Regions from separate parts of the Mus musculus genome. Here all the other regions are linked to region 1. Evidence: chromatin contacts called from public ChIA-PET and HiChIP or PLAC-seq data. All regions are on one chromosome and are shown on one strand. Each heading gives the region's core, a stretch centred on a gene start, on an enhancer-like site or on the middle of the called end of the contact. The rest is flanking DNA. Distances are from core to core; before and after follow the strand shown.

Region 1 (3,542 bases), core at 287-2,786:
CTTGTCCAGGGGGAGGCAAAACTACTTTACAATGTTTACTCAACTGAGAGCATCAGGCAGAAAGATACTTCGAGAGTTGAAGTTGCCAAGTTGACAGGATCCAGAATCCCCTCCAGACAAATATCTGGGCGTGTCAGTGAGGGAGATTCTAGTTTAGGTTAACTAAGCTGGAGAATCCCACTGCAGCTGTGGATGCTATTCATGGGGCTAGGGTTCTGGACTACATAACAAACAGAGATCTAGTTGAACCCCAGCATCTGTCTGCCTCTGCTTCCACACAGCAGACACAGTGTGGCCAGCCACTTCACACTCCTGCTTGTATGCCTTTGCCACGATGCACTGTATCCCAACTGTAAGTCAAAATAGACCTTCTTCTATTTCTTCTCCTTCCTTTTTCTTTTTTTTCTTTTGAGACAGGGTCTCACTAGGTAGCCCTGGCAGGCAGGTCTGGAATTAATTCACAATATAGACCAAGCTGCTCCCAGACTCACAGAGGTGTGAGCCACCATGCCTCCTAGCTTTAAGTTGCTTCTGACCAGGTGTTAGGTCTCAGCAATGAGAAAAGTAATTTGCATATGTCTTTACAGGAAGTGAGCACAGACATTCTGAAACCACAGCAAAGCCTTTCTTGGTCTGCATGCACATCCCTAGATCGAGGGGGGTGGGGGGACCAGGATAAATTGTGATTGTCTATACCTAAGGCTTAGTGCCTTAGAGCCTAGGGCACAATTGGTTTTCCCCCAAACTGCTAGGAGGCAGCTGAGGTCTCTACTGAGAGAAGGGCACTGATGGAGGGGTGTAGTGCCTCTCTCCATGCCCACTGCTGGGTGATGGTAGGCAATGTCTCTTACCCCCTCCTCACTGGACACTGGCCCAGGAGGTGGGCTTTCCTGCTCCTCCAAAGCCTGTAGGTACTTACCTCTTTTCCCTAGAAAGTGTCTCCCAGCAGGATGTGCTGGCATGTGTCTTTAATGTCAGTACTTAGGAGGCAGAGGCAGGTGGATCTCTGTGAGTTCAAGATCAGCCTGGTCTAGATAGTATGTTCTGGCAAGGGCTACATAGACCGGTTTCAAGGGGGAAAAAAAAAAGAAAAAAGAAAATATGAAAATGTCTTCTAGCCTAGGTCCACGGTACTGATCTGAAAACCCTGGCCTGAGAGTCAGGTTAGGTCTCAGAGTTTGAATGACATTTCTGACATCTTCTTAGCTGGGTGATTATTTATTTATTTATTTACCAAGGTATTGGGCCTCAGCTTTCCCATTTGTAAAACGGGGGCATGCCAATATCTTCCCCGCAGGGCTCCTATGACTATTCGGTTGGATTAGCTAAAGCATGGCGGCACTTAGTGTACTGCACTCAGAAAGTGGCTTCTGTCCTAACAACTGTGCTTTATGGACTAGCGTAAAACATAAATTCATCAGTGAGTAGGCTGGATGGAGCAAATGGAAGAAGGAGATGGAGTTCCCATGGTGTTGTTTGCTGCCTCTGCCAACCACTCTGGTGACATGTGATATGTGATGAGCAAGGCCCTTGACGTGACATGCCTCTTGTTTCTCGTCCTTTGGTTTTCCCCAGTGCATGCTGGGGGCCGGCCCACATCCTGAACATTCTGTGAAGCTCGGTTGGTTAAGAAACCTCACTGCCCAGCTGCAAAGCACCTTCGCTTTCCGCCTGTCTGGCCCCTTCAGCTGCCTACGGCCAAATGCAAAGGAGCCTTGCTAGAGAGCAGCAGCAGCTGCTGCCTTCTTGCCGGTCTGCCTGTGCCTCTCCACTCCCCCCGCCCCCACCCTGTGGTTTGCATTCTAGAAGCATCTGCCTCACACCAGGTCTTTATTGCCTTCTGTTCTCACAGCCATCTTGAGAAAGCTTAGGAAACTAAGGCTTCCAGGGGGGTTGGCATTTGTTTTGTTTGCATTCAGAGACAAGGGCTCACTATGTAGCCCAGGCTGGCCTTGAACTTGCAACCCTCCTGCCTCAGCCTCCCCTGAGCTGGGAACCCAGGTGTATACCATGCCCAAATATTTCTGTCTTTTTGCTTTCTAGATGTCATATATGAGCAGCTTCTGTCATGATGTCTCACCACAGACCCCCAAGGCAGCAGAGGCAAGCAGCCATGGACCTAAACCTCCCAGACTGTGAGCCCAAATAATCCTTTCTTCTTTTTCTGTTGATTATCATAGGCCTTCTGTCACAGCAGTGGAAAGTTGGTAGTCTGAGGTCTTTCGTAGGCCCCAGCACTGCATAAACCATACACGCTGGTGCATGCCTGCAATCCTAGCACTCTGGAGCCAGAAACAAGAGGACCAGGAATTCAAGGTTATCTTTTGCTGCATAGTGAGTTGTGAATTTAGGCTAGCCTGAGCTATATTACTGTTTTAAAACAAAAGCAAACAGGTGACTGGAGAGATGGCTCAGCAGTTAAGAGCACTGACTACTCTTCCAAAGGTCCTGAGTTCAATTTCCAGCAACCACATGGTGGCTTATAGCCATCTGTAATGGGATTTGGTGCCTTCTTTTGGTGTCTGAAGACAGCCACAGTGTACCCATAGAAATAAAATAAATACACCTTAAAAAAAAAAACCCACTGTTCTCATTTTTAAAAAGTGAAAAAAAAAAAACAACAGAAATCAAACTAACACATCTGCATCTCCCCCCACCTCAACCCCCCAATGTGTATTGCTGTTTTGTCTGCACATAAGTGTGCACCATGTGCATGCAGTTTCCACAGAAGCCAGAAGAGGGCATCAGACCACCTGGACTTACAGACAGTAGTGAGAGCTACAAGGATTGAACCCTTGTCCTCTGGAAAAACAGTCAGCTCTGTTAACCACTGAGCCATCTTTCTAACCCAGGTTCTGCATCCTTGAAAAGATTTACAATGGAAGATGCTACTCTGATGGTAGGGATGAGGGACTAGTAGGCGCATAGTCATCCCTTTTTAAGGGCAGATGGCCAACTTCATCATTTGTTTTTCTGAGTGCCCCCAACTTCTGGGCTATTCCTTGTAATTTCTTATCTATTTGGCTCTCACTCATTCAGGGAGTGGGGGATGGGGACAGGGACTGAGCTTTGCTTTCCAGGAGCAGACTCGCTTGACGGAGCACCCCTGGGTAGCACTAGGGATGCCCTGACGCTCCTTGTGAGGCTGCAGCAGCTTTTGAACTCCTTCTCCCCTATAGCCAAGCTTTTAATTTCTTCCTTAGCAGCTGGGAAAAACAAGGGGAGAGGGCAGTGAGGTGATTAGTGGGCAAAGGTGCCTGCTGCCAAGCTTTAGTCTCATGCCCAGGATCCAAATGGTGGAAGGAGAGAAATGACTTTCGAAAGTTGCCCTTGAACCTCCACACACCTGCTATAATGTGCACATGTGCATGGGTATGTGTGCATGCATGCATACACATTCATGCTCACCCACATGAATACACACATACAGGCACTAAATAAATTTCTTCTCCCTCAACATTTCCAAGGCTTGAGCCTGCATAGCAACCATGCTGCCTTCTCTAGTGCCAGGGGAGAGCTAAGTTATCAGTAGGCAATCCTAG
Region 2 (3,542 bases), core at 310-2,809, 430 kb after region 1:
TTGAACTGAGTACTTTCCGACATACTGAAAAACACCTGTCGTGGGAGTGACACAGGCCGGTGGCAGGTATGATCCAGTTGGCCTTGAACTAGTCAAGGCTTCACTCTCTGGGCCCAGAATCTGCATCTCAGAACATTCAGGGGTCTCTCTGGGCCTTCTGCTCCCCAGTCCACCTCAGCCTTTAACAAGACTGCCTAAGCCACTCCAGAGCTCATTCAAGGCTATTCATCTCTGAGAAAAGGTCACCCTTAAGCTTATTGTGGTCTGGAAATGATTGTGACAAAATTGTCATTGTAACAACTTCCTTGAAGAGATTTCAAGCCCTTTATTACCCATACAATAGTTGAGCTGTTAGGGACAGAACAATAACACCCCTTGAAATGCAGGCGACACCTGCTTCCTGGTGGTTCTCGGCTGCTCAGTCTCTCCAAGTTGTAGGTGAACAAATGGCCTCTTTGGTCACCAAGGCCAACCTGAGTTGTAGGTTGAGTGCCAGAACAGATGGGGGATGGGGGAGGGCTGGGCTGGTTGACTTGGCCCAGAGAAGAGGGCATGGCGGGCCAGGTTACAAACATGGGGTTATGTACTATTCCGTATGTGTAGGCAGCAGGAGACCAGGGTTAGTAGGAGCAGGAAACTGAGCCCCACACCTGAGGTGGTAGAGAGATATGGAGGAGCCAGGGAAGCAGAGACCATCTCGGGCGGGAATAACAAACAGACGATATAGGAGGTAAGGGTGGGGAACAGCAGAGCAGGAGGCCAGGAAGATTCAGCTCCGCATGGGCGGGCTAGACACAAACGTGATCAGAACAACGGGCTCCTGTCTAGAGTGTAAGTGTGCATATTGCAAAGCAAGCGGAGATTGGAGAATAGTGGGCAGGAGTAGCAACAGGTGATAAACCAGCATTGGAAACAGCCTGGCCACTGGTCCACATAACCCCTAGCCTGGTCTCTGATGCTTGTAGACACTCGGTAATAAAGCAAGTCCTTTTCTTTCACCACTACTTCAGAGAGGGCACCTTCTCCACCTGCTGCCTACCGAAGATGGGCTGATCCTGTGAATTTGCACAAGGAGTAAGCCTTGTCTACATGCCTCCTCCTCCTAAGGGAAATGCTAATCGCCAAGAAAAGCGACTCATTTCTGTGAATCCCTTTATCTTAGTTTCCGATTCGCAGTCTCTTTGTGGTTTCGTTGAGAAGAGCTTAATCTGGATGTGATGTGTAATTCACAGCTACTTGGCTAAGACCAGGCAGAAACATTCAGACCCTGAATGAGGCTTTGGCCCAAACAGCATTCTATGCTGGGGCTTTCAAGTAAGGGCAGTGACAGACCACAGTCACATCTAGGGAAGTGAGTGCTGCACGGGTCCCTGACTTTCCATACCTCCCTGTGAGAACTGGCTCCCCCAAGTAACCTGTGGCCCAGAGGACCGCCGCAGTGGGCCACTGAGGACCACTTAAGTCAGGACCTCAACTCACCTCGGACCTGGGGCTCCTGCCCTCCGGTAGGCTGGGCTTTCTGCCCCGCCCTCCTGCCTGATGACATCATGTTTAGGGTTGAGTCGCGGCATTAAAAAGCAGCCTACAGGCAGCCACGAGTCTACACAACCAACGTGCACGTCTTGGTCCCAGGCTAAGTGCACACTGTGCTGGTGCGCCGCTGCCAGCTCCGAGCGCCCCACAGCTCCGAGTGAGTGGCAGCTTTGAGTCGCCAGGACAAAGATGCCTCACCGCAGCCTGCGCGCGACTGTCGTCCTCCTGTTGGTGATCCTTAAGAAGCAGCCTTCCAGCTCAGCCCCACTCAACGGTAAAGTTTCTGCTTACTTAAAAAAAAAAAAAAAAAAAAAAAAAAAAAAAAAAAGAGTCCTGTGCACTGAGCCATGCCTGGGCAGAGAGAGGATTTCTGCCAGGCTCTTGCAAGATAAAGTAAAATCACTACTGAGCGAGTAAGGAAGTTGCTGTGTGCCTAGCACATTTTCAAGAAAGGATGCTAGCTTTGGGATCGTTTGGGATGCACTGTTAGCTGAGGTTAGTTGGAGGCACTTTTTTTTAACGGTGCTTGGTGCACAGTTGTAGTTACTCATTTGCCTCTTTTCTGAGCACACTACCTCTGGAGATGGGGCTTGGAAACTTGCTAGCCAGGATCCCGGAACCACGTGCAGAGCGCTGAGAAAGGACTGTCTTCCTGTGTGCTGTGATCCGCAAGAAGGGGTGTCTGGCTGATCGTCAGAACCCTCAGAGAGGCAGTTAACCAGTAGGTTTCACACTCCGTGTCCAGGGGATAATGTAGCCCACCGTTAGTCATTGTCTTTCCCCTCGAGATCTCTGCTACACTGAACCTACATGTGTGCGCACATGCCTTATTTCTAACTGTAATAAGGGGCTGAAACCCGAAGGGCAAGTATGCTGAACAGGGTGTCAGGTTGAGGTGGGAAGAGGAGCCTGAATTGTGGGCTCATGTCCAAAGCCTGGATAATTAACTCCTTTGGAATAAGAAAAGGAAAAGCAAGCTTTAGCCTGCCTCTCCCTCAGGCTACTACTAACCTTAGGGAGAAGGTGGGGACTGGGTCCTGCTTGTTTGTGTCAATGGGTCCCCACACTGTGGTGATACTTGTTCTTGGGTTGCAATAGAAGGGACCAAGAGTGACCCCAGTGGCTGAACAATGATTCCCCTGGCCAGGCAGCGGGGAGAGAGCCCAGCTCCTGCCCAGCAGTATCAGAGCTCTGCTCTCCTTCCCCCCTTGGAGGACCACACTCTGCCGGTGGGCAACAAGCCACTACCCCTTTACTGAACCTTCATCGACTGGCTGGCAGGATCTGCCTACTATCACCTTTCCCACGCAGTCAGGAAGAAGCAGAATGTGGGAGAAGTCCCACAAAAGTGGCGATCAATTTTGAAAACTGTTAACTTTGGGTTGCTACTAACTCTAAAGGAATCTATAGAGACTGAAGTTCACCAGAAGTCGTTTTAGCACCAAGCACCTCACACAAAGGAGAGAAGGACTCTATTGATCTTTTTTTTTTTTGAAAGTTTGGGGCTCTCCATTCTCCTCTTTGTTGCCCCCCCTTCATGTCCTCCTTATTCTCTAAACTGCATTAGAGGGAGTTTGCAGTAAAGCTCCACTTTCCCCTCACACTGAGCAGTCTTAGCTACCGCTAAGTTCTAAGCTTTTACACTGCTATTTATTGGGCAGGTTTCTTGACTGCCTCAGGAGATGAAGTCAAACACTCACTGAGGTGGACTGGAGACCAGTTAATACAAGGTTGGGGCTGGAGGGTTAGCTGAGTAAGGGGGTCAAAGTGTGCTTTCCTGATACTTGGGGGTTGAAATTTGTTAAAGCTGACGCTAAGAAGAGCCTAAGAAGAGCCCTCAGTCCAGGGGTGAGAGGAGCACAAGGTGAAGTTGAAGGTTTTCTGAAGACAGCATGGTGTTCTTTGTTGCTATGGCTGAGGGCTGGTTCAGTGAACTCCGTTGAGCCTGCTCTGCCTGAAGTGAAGGTGGAGAGCCAGGCAAGACCACACTGCCTGGCTGCATTGTCATC
Region 3 (3,542 bases), core at 774-3,273, 400 kb after region 1:
GCTCACAAGCTATATGACCTACAGTAAGTCACCAGATTTCCCCCATATTGGTTTCCCATCTGCAAAATCAGAATGATGCCAACTTTGCATGGGTGGTAGAGAGGACTAAACCAAATATCAGATGTCCTCAGGTTACAACCTTGGAGATTCCCTGAAAAGTCTGATTTTTTTTCTACAATTTGTTGCACACTGTTGTGGGCACAGAGGTCCTTGTACTCACAGAGAAGCACCAAGAGAACCAGAAATGTCAACCACGCTGGGGTGTCTCCTCAAGGGACATTTGCTTCCCTGTCCTACACCTTCAGGGACTCCCACAACACCTTCTTGAGCTTCCATTTTTATTCCTGGTTAGATTAAAAATATAACAACAAAAAAGCAAGCAATTCATTGCAAATTCAGTTACTTGAATATATTTGTCAGTTCTGGTTTTGGTCTCCCCTGAGGCAGTATCTTCTCAAGGAGCCCTCTTCTGTGGCTGTTAAAGTACCACCAGCATAGGGGACAGATGACCCTTTTTATTTCCTGAAGTCTAATTCATCTGGGATCGTCTTTGGTCTGTAATAGGCTGGCATCTTCTAGAATATTCACATCCTTTACTAAACCTCTGGTCACAAGTCTACATCTACCCAAGTTCCTCTACCCAATCCTGCCCCTTCTTAGAGCCCCAGGTCCTCCTAGAGCTACAGCTAGGATAACCTCCCACCCTGAGTGTTCCCTGGTCTAGATTGGGTCCCCTGGAGGTTCTAGGAACCTTGAAGAAGAGGACCTTAGTGGGCAGCCTTTACTGTTTGAGGATGTGGTCTCCAAGGAGACTGTGAGATTCTGCTCTCTGTGTCCTGGCTCAGGACATGATGGCCCACTTTGACATGTTTTTGCAAGGCATGCCATTTTTACTGATGCCTCTGCATAATGTTTGCCTTGCACCTGTGGAAACGTGAGGTAAAATAAATGTCTTTACTTCATATGGAGCCCGTGATAAGGATTTTGTTATCCGGATGCAGCCAGTGAATATGGCTGCTTGTCTTTATAACATTTGAAAGTTGCCAGGTATAGTGGCTAGCACCTCTAATCCCAGCACTCGGAAGGCAGAGGCAGGTGTATCTCTGTGAGTTTGAGGCCAGCCTGGTCTACACTGAGATTTCAAGGACAGCTAGGGCTACATAGAAGAATTCTGTCTCGAAAAACTCAAAACAATAATAAAAAAAAATTTGAAATCCCCATTTTAAAATAATGCTAACAAAAGTGTCAGATATGGTGGGCGTTGCCTCTAATCCCCTAGAACTTGGGATGCTGATGCAAGAGTTCTTAAATTTTAGGCTCCATAGTAAAATCCTGCTTGGAATAAAAAACAAAACAAAACAAAACAACCTTGGATAAACTCATGCATTCCTTATACAAAGGCACAAAAGTAAAGCAGAAAAGTCTACTTTTGTCTCACAGCTACCAGAAGCAACCATTTTTACTAGAATTTTTTAAAAGTAGTTTATGCTTTTAAAAACATCTACTATTGAAGTTTACTATGGACTTGCATATGTATATATAACTTATATATGTATTTTTACATTCCGTGTAAAATGCTTTGAACTGCCTTAAAAAACAGAACCTAAGGCATTAGCATGTTGTACTGACCCGCTGTACATGGGCCAATTCCACTATACAGCTGGAGTCAGAGAAAATGGAAGCATTAGATTTCCAGAGCTGCTGGAAAAGAAAAGAAAAGGAAAGGAAAGAAAAGGAAAGGAAAGGAGAGGAGAGGAAAGGAAAGGGGAGAGGAAGAGAGGGCAAGGCAAGGCAAGGCAAGGCAAGGCAAAGACAAGACTGTGGTGTTCTGACTGAGACATGCTCTCCATGGGCTCATGTATTTAAACATTTGCTCCCCATTTGTTGGTACTGTATGGGGAGATTACAAACCCTTTAGGAGGTACAGCCTTGCTAGAGGAGAAAGTCACTGGGGCTGGACTTTGAGGGTTTATAGCCTTGCCCCTTCTGCTTGCTCGCTCTGCTTCCTGTGTGTGGTTAAGAGGTGACCACTCAGCTTCCTGTTTTGGCCCCATGCCTGCCTGTTGACATACCATCTCACCATTATGGACTCTCCTTTTGGAACTGTGAGCCAATTTCTTTCTTAAATTTGGTCACGGTATTTGGCCCAGCCACAAAAAAGTAACTAATACAGCCAGAGAAGTAACCGATGAAGTAACCAGAAGTCTGAAGTCAAAGGGCTAGGCTTCCTTACAGGCTTCTTGGGGAAGACCTTTACTTTTTTGCTTTCCTGGTAGTACCATTCTTGAGGCATCATGATGTATACTGTCTCCACTGTCACATAGTGTGTCTTTCCTGTCCACTTTGCCCCTTTCTTCCTCCTCCTTTCCCCTCCCCCTTGTGTGACTGTAGGTTCTCCTACTATGTGTGTCATGGGGAGTAAATTTACGTCATCAGACTTGATGGCAGGTGACCTACTGAGCCATCTTCTAGCCCCTTGAAATTATTTTTAAAAAGAGATTTGATTGCCGTATGGTGATGTACACCTTTAATCCCAGCACTCCAGTTGCAGAGGCAGGCAGAGTTCTGTGAATTGGAGGCCAGCCTGGTCTACATAGCTAATTCCATGGCAACCAAGGCTACATAGAAAGACCCTGTCCAAACAAACAAACAAACAAACAGTGATTTGAGCAGATCTCACGATGTCCTGTGACTCCTCTTCCTTTCTTGTATTATAAAGTATTTAAAAGCAGAAAACATCTTCAGTCTAATTGTCCCATGCAAGCTTTGGTATATCCTCATGGGGACATAGTCTCAAAGTTGTTTTGAGATTTTTCCAGATGATTGTTGCAAACTTAAAATGGAAGCATTTCGGTTTTAGGGACTTCCCCCCCCTTAGACACCGGGACCGACCAATGGGGGCTTACAGTTTCAGTGAGTCCATGACCATCATGGCAGGGAGCATGGCAGCAGGCAGGCAGATACTGTACTGTAGCTCCTTACTGGCTATAGGAGGTAGAGCTCACTAGGAATGTCATGGGATTTTGATACTTTAAAGTCCACCCCAAGAGACACACCTCACCAACAAGGCCATACCTCTTAATCCTTCCTAAATGGTTCACCAGCTAGGGACCAAGTAGTCAAATAGATGAGTCTATGGGGACCCTTAGTATTAGAAGAAGAGCTTTGAGGTAGAGAAGGACTCAGGTTTTTGAATTCCCTACTAAGGCCATTGATTGGGCCCTCCGATGTGTTAACTGGTTCCCTAGGCTTCAGGTAACCAAGCCTTCTACCTTTGGTTCCTCAGTCTACGTGGGCTAGCATTGGCAAACAAGACTAAATACTAAGATGGCATTTCAGGCTAGGAAAGCTGATGGCCTTCCTTTACAAGACTCTCTTTACAAGGCTGGGAAGGCATCTCAGTTGGTAGAGTGCTTGGCTTGCGAGCATGAGGACCAAGTTCAATCCCCAGCATCCACGTATTAAAGGCAGGCATAGCATCACACACTTGCAATCTCAACATGGGGAGACAGAGACGGGAAAACCATGAGAGACCTTGCCTC

Evidence for each region. ChIA-PET counts read pairs in DNA pulled down with a chosen protein or histone mark. HiChIP or PLAC-seq counts read pairs in DNA pulled down with a chosen protein or histone mark.
Region 2: an H3K4me3 HiChIP or PLAC-seq map of the 230-238 cell line shows a contact between it and region 1, with 10 read pairs. The contact joins the promoter of Car12 here to the enhancer-like site in region 1. A contact is called at or near these places in 5 of 39 promoter capture datasets (the 3T3-L1 cell line, the C10 cell line, embryonic stem cells and 1 more), 1 of 484 Hi-C or Micro-C datasets (the Ba/F3 cell line), 5 of 115 datasets of contacts at active chromatin or transcription factors (the 230-238 cell line, T-cell acute lymphoblastic leukemia, embryonic stem cells and 2 more) and 2 of 9 other capture datasets (embryonic stem cells and macrophages).
Region 3: an RNA polymerase II ChIA-PET map of memory CD8 T cells shows a contact between it and region 1, with 62 read pairs. The contact joins two enhancer-like sites. A contact is called at or near these places in 1 of 484 Hi-C or Micro-C datasets (large pre-B cells) and 3 of 115 datasets of contacts at active chromatin or transcription factors (T-cell acute lymphoblastic leukemia, embryonic stem cells and memory CD8 T cells).

The regions. Positions count from the first base shown.
Region 1 is chr9:66,280,050-66,283,591 of GRCm38.p6, forward strand. No RefSeq gene overlaps it. Among named protein-coding and RNA genes, the nearest start is that of Gm39364, 19 kb to the right of the region's middle. Within about 2 kb of position 1,537, at least 72 of the 459 cell types and tissues checked have an H3K27ac peak or open chromatin away from gene starts, as enhancers often do. A contact at or near this core is called in the 230-238 cell line, T-cell acute lymphoblastic leukemia, memory CD8 T cells and 1 more, where this site is marked.
Region 2 is chr9:66,712,127-66,715,668 of GRCm38.p6, forward strand. It overlaps Car12 (carbonic anhydrase 12), which reads left to right and starts at 1,560. Exons shown (of 11, transcript NM_178396.5): 1 at 1,560-1,807. The coding sequence starts at 1,723.
Region 3 is chr9:66,680,963-66,684,504 of GRCm38.p6, forward strand. No RefSeq gene overlaps it. Among named protein-coding and RNA genes, the nearest start is that of Car12, 31 kb to the right of the region's middle. Within about 2 kb of position 2,024, at least 71 of the 459 cell types and tissues checked have an H3K27ac peak or open chromatin away from gene starts, as enhancers often do. A contact at or near this core is called in memory CD8 T cells, where this site is marked.